Linked DNA regions of Sus scrofa: region 1 is linked to region 2. The links are chromatin contacts, called in public targeted proximity ligation maps. All regions are on one chromosome and are shown on one strand. The core of a region is the stretch at or near the end of the contact, and the rest is flanking DNA. Distances in the headings are between cores, read along the strand shown. Region 1 has its middle 22 kb from the start of SLC20A1. Region 2 has its middle 20 kb from the start of IL1B.

Region 1 (2,700 bases), core at 165-2,664, 190 kb before region 2:
CTTCCCTTGGGAAGAAGCTTTTGTGCTTGCCCAGCAGGGGGCAGCCAGAGCCCGGGCACTGTGATCCCAGCTACCTGCTTAGGAAGACGGACAGATGGGGGTACCTAACCCCCTTACTGCCCAGTGATGCCCACGTGCTGGTGTCAGCAGCCGCGGGGGGGAAACAGAATGCCCCAGGAGGCTGTAAAATATGCTGTTTTGAATTCTCTCGTATCGCTTCTGTCTGGCGTAGGCGCAGTCTTGGTGCACTGCCATGCTCGCCCTCTCCAGGAAGACGGGACGAAAGGATCAGATCACTTCCTCCTCATCCCAGGACAGCCTGCTTGCCCCGTTTCTGCTCCCTCCTCAAAAATCTGTTTTCTGGGAGTTCCCGTTGTGGCGCAGTGGTTAACGAATCCGAGTAGGAACCATGAGGTTGTAGGTTTGATCCCTGGCCTTGCTCAGTGGGTTAAGGATGCAGCATTGCTGTGAGCTATGGTGTAGGTTGCAGACACTGCTCGGATCCCGCGTCAACTGTGGCTCTGGTGTAGGCCGGTGGCTGCGGCTCTGATTCGACCCCTAGCCTGGGAACCTCCATCTGCCTCAGGGAGCGGCCCTAGAAAAGGCAAAAAGACAAAAAAAAAAAAAAAAACACAAAAAGTCTGTTTTCTGAGGCATTGAATCCTAAAGCCCCTGAGCTAGAAGGGACTCGGGAGCTGTTTGTCCGGGAGTTGCCCTTTCAAATAACTCCAGAGGTAGGCAGGGAGCCTGTTTGTGAAGCTGACTTAGGGCGAGGTTATAGGGAATGACAGTGCGTGATGGGTGAGCTGGAGAGCCTTGCCTTGGGCAAAACCACCTATGTTCAGTTGTTTTTCTTTTTACTTTTTTCTTTTTATAGCTGCACCTGTGACATATGGAAGTTCCCAGGCTAGGGGTCAAATCGGAACTACCACTGCCAGCAATGAGGGATCCGAGCTGTGTCTGGTACCTACACCACAGCTCATGGCAATGCCAGATCCTTAACCCACTGAGCAAGGTCAGGGATTGAACCCTTATCTTCATGGATACTTGTCGAGTTCTTAACCTGCTGAGCCAAGATGAGAACTCCTCAATCGTTTTTCTAATTGTGAGTAAAATAAAACATGGCCCTGGGCTGGGTTGGGATGCTGGCTGCCAGGTCTCCCCTTCACTTTACAGTGAGAAACAGGTGTGGAGAGGGGAAACTATTTGCCCAAGGCAGTGCCCAGCCCCCTTTCTCAGCAGAATCTGGTTGCTTTCTGTTGTTTGTACCTTGGAGGCACAGGGTCAATATCAAGCTACAATAATTGTGGATGCCTTGGGCTTCCAGCTCAGCCTGCCCTGAGGCTGCTGATTCGTCCTGGATTGCTTCATTTCCTTCCTTGGCCACCAATCTCCTGTTTGGAGAAAGCAGCCTCCTCTGGAATACAGGGCACTCCTTTTCCTCGTGGTGACTCACAGCCTTGGAGCTGACTCTCGGACAGCCTGACTCCGAGACAGAATCCTCTCCTCCCACTGCTTTTTCCAATGAATAACCTTCAGCTGTGGCGTCCACTTCCTCCAGCCACCTCCCTGTGGCTGGCGCTTTTATTTACCCAGGGTTTGGTTTTTTTTTTTTTTTTCCTCTCTCCTTGAAATGAGGTCCTGCAGAGAAGGACCCCAGAGCCTTTCAACCATTTTTTTTTTTTTTTTGTCTTTTTGCCTTTTCTAGAGCCGCTCTCACAGCATATGCAGGTTCCCAGGTTAGGGGTCTAATCAGAGCTGTAGCCCCCCACCTACACCAGAGTCACAGCAATGTGGGATCCAAGCCATGTCTTTGACCTACACCACAGCTCACGGCTATGCCAGATCCTTAACCCACTGAGCAAGGTCAGGGATCGAACCCGAAACCTCATGGTTCCTAGTCAGATTCATTAACCACTGAGCCACATGGGAACTCCAGAGCCTTTCAACCTTGATTCCTCAGATCTCGCCAGGGAATAAGGATTAGAAGCATAAATGGCTGTTTTCCCATCACGAGTGAGGGACACAAGGATGCCCCATGAACTTGTCCAGGCTTCGCAAGCAAACCCACGGAGCATAGTATTTTACAAATCCAATCTTATATTTTGACTCGGGCAGTCTGGCATTGCTGCCCTCTCCAGGAGAATGGGCAGGATATGATGGGCTCCCTGGGGATGCTTCATTATGGCACAAAGCTTTCACTTCAGCAGCAGGAACTCTCAAGTAGTGGGAATGAGGCTCTGGCCCCATTACCAGCCCTAGAGACACCTCTGGGGCCTGAGGCTATTTAGCATAGAGCCAGTCCAGTGAAGAGCTCAGCTGCTTCTCACCATGACTAATCCCTTGAGGATTAGCACCAACTAACCCCACTGCCTTGTTGGTTGGACAATGTAACACCTCCCAAGCAGAAGAACAAAGATGACCAGGCCCTGAGAATCCACGCTCAAAAGAATATGGTCTTAAGAATATCATTTGAGGAATTCCTGTTGTGGCACAGCCAAAACGAATCCGACTAGGAACCATGAGGTTGTGGGTTCGATCCCTGACATCTCTCAGTGGGTTAAGGATCCATCATTGCTGTGAGCTGTGGGTAGGTCACAGACGTGGCTCAGATCCTGCTTTGCTGTGGCTGTGCTGTGGGCCTACAGCTATACCCTCCACTAGACTCATAGCCTGGGAAACTTCATATGATGTGGGTGC
Region 2 (2,700 bases), core at 172-2,671:
AAGTTCATTCCTCATGGTGGCGGGGGGTGGGGGGGCAGGGGGAAGTGGCTGATGAGTAAAGGAGTAGAGGGACATCCTGAGACAAGCTAGGGAAATAGGCTTAAGTAGAGCCTATGAAGTTCTTATAGAGGAATCTTTTTTTTTTTTTTTTTTTTTTTTTGGTCATGTACACAGCATGTGGAAGTACTAGGCCAGGGATGGAACCTGTGCCACAGCTGTAACCTGAGCCACAGTAGTGACAACACTGGATTCTTAACCCCTAGGGCACCAGGGAACTCCAGAGGGGTCTTCATACTAGTCTTAGAGTGGAGGGTGGGTAGAAGGAGGAAGGCTGCTGGGTTTAGGTCCTGGACAACCGTGGATCCATTGCCCAGCTGTCTTTCACGGACTTTGCTGAGGTGACTCCGTAGGCAAGAGATCCTTAGCCTTGCTGGATGGTATCCACTGAAGGGATCTTATTATAGCCTTTACTTCCTTTTCTTTGGATGAAAGTTTAAAGGTCATCATTTCCTCTTGCAAAGGAAGTTCCACAAAATATTCCATTTCCAGCCTTAGAAATAAGTAACAAGACATCAAGGCTATTGCAAACACCCTGCTCTGGGGGAATTCCCAAGGAAGCGGAGGCAGAGTCCTGGGAGAGACAAAATGCATTCAGAGTGATTACTCAATAGCTGTAGCAGTAGCAGTAGCAAGGGGCAGAATTTCCCCGCACGTTTCTCAGGCTCTCATTTGCCAGCTCAGTCCATAAGTATTTCTATTGATGGAAAAAAAAAATAGCTGTGGGTAAAAGAATTCATTTTTCAGACATGAGCCTCCACCCAGAGTTGGCTTGGAGGCCTGTTTTACCTTTCCCTGGGAGGGCAGATGCGGCATCCCTGATTTCATTATTGGGGAAGGAAGAAGTGTGGGTATCTTGGTTGCATTTCTTCAAATTATAGCAATAAACAGAGTTGGATGTCCAGGGTGTAGACCTTCTACAGACTGTATTTGAATCCCTACCTGCCACCTTGGGGAGTTGGTTAGGACTATAAATGGTTCTGGGGCATCCCTCTCCTCTTTGGGGCAGAGAACCCAAAGCTCACTTTCTGTGGATGGAGGGTCTGTGGTTAAATGTGAGTAATGCAGCTGGATTGGAACCTGGAGAGTTACGTGCCAGAGTCTCATATGTCATTTGTCATTTGTCCGTGTGAATAGCTGTGGTATTGCATTCAAGGTTAAGGCCTTTCTACCATCTCTGGAGGGACAAAATTCCCTTACCAGGCTGAGATGCATCTGTAAGAGAGAAGCATTTTGCAGGGACTAATGTGTTCTTTTCCGATGCTTTGTTTTAAAAACATAGACATCTTACTCAGAGGAGAGAGCTTGGTGAATCAGAGCAGATCAGGAGGACCAGGCACGAAGAGGAAGGAAAAGTTCAGGGCACTGAGTATGACTGTATTGAGTAGGGTAAAGGGGAGAAGGCTGAAGAGGAGGGAGAAGTGGCTTCACCTTAACCCACTCCCACATCACATCGATGATAGTCATCTTGCACTTTATTGAAATAGCAAAGGTAATTGGATGGGAACTCTCTTATCTTCCCACTGAAATACTGAATCTACCTGCCTTGGCTTCTATTGCAGTGGGAGAGATGTCTCTAGGGACAACCCTTATCTTGAACTCTGGCTTTTAGCCCCCACTGGACCCTTCTCTCACTGATACCATCCAGTTCTCTCCGAGGTGTCTCCTCAAGTGTCTCCCTTGTGAAGAAATCCTCCCTTGACCCCGTGTCTTGTTCCAGCCACCACCCCACTTCTTTGTTCTTTCCCAGAGGTTGTACTTATATCCTTTCTTCATCCTGTACTTTTATCCTTTCTAATCCCCTGTTGCAGCAGGGTTTCTATATCTGTCAATCTACTAAGACTCTCAGGCTGAAGCCAACCATTGATCTCCATCTAGTAGCCACTTCTCTGTCCTCATCTGCCCCTATCCCTCAGCAGCCCTGGACACAGGTGGCCACTCCCTTGTTTTTGAAATACTTCCTTGCTTTGGTTTCTGTGACACCTAATTTTCCTGGTTTCACTATTACTTTTCCTCTGCCACAGCTGCCCTTTTCTATCACCTGCGCTAGTCTTTCCTCTCCTACCTCTCAATGTTGGCATGTCCCAGACTCAGCTCTGGGTTTGCCTTCTTCTCAGGAGGTCTAATTTCATCCTGTGCTTCATTTATCTTCTGTTTTCTGTCCATTCCCAAGTTTAGATCTCCAGCCTGTGTGTTTTCTCTGAGCTTCAGACTTGTATATCTGACTCTGATGTCTTCCTTTGAATATCTAATAGGTGTCTCAAATGAAACATGCTTAAATGAGAACCCTTGGCTCACCACCCACTTCAAATCCATTCCTCTCCTGGTCTTCCTCAGTAAATGGCACATAGATTCATCCAGTTACTATTTTTAAAAAATCTAATAAGTTATCTTTGCTTGGTTTATTCTCCTCTTTCACACATTCGATCTGCGAGGATAAGCATTACTTCTATGTTTAAATTAGTATCCAAAATCCTTTTATAAAAACAACATGGATGGAACTAGACATTATCACACTAAGAGAAGTAAGTCAGACAGAGAAAGACAAATACCATATGTTATCACTTATATGTGGAATCTAAAATATGACACAAATGAACCTATCTACAAAACGGAAGCTGACTCATAGACATAGAGAACAGA

Evidence for each region.
Region 1: a contact with region 2 is called in a targeted proximity ligation map of alveolar macrophages. A contact is called at or near these places in 1 of 47 Hi-C or Micro-C datasets (embryonic fibroblasts) and 1 of 2 datasets of targeted methods (alveolar macrophages).

Annotation. Positions count from the first base shown.
Region 1 is chr3:43,881,490-43,884,189 of Sscrofa11.1, reverse strand. No RefSeq gene overlaps it. Among named protein-coding and RNA genes, the nearest start is that of SLC20A1, 22 kb to the right of the region's middle.
Region 2 is chr3:43,688,757-43,691,456 of Sscrofa11.1, reverse strand. No RefSeq gene overlaps it. Among named protein-coding and RNA genes, the nearest start is that of IL1B, 20 kb to the right of the region's middle.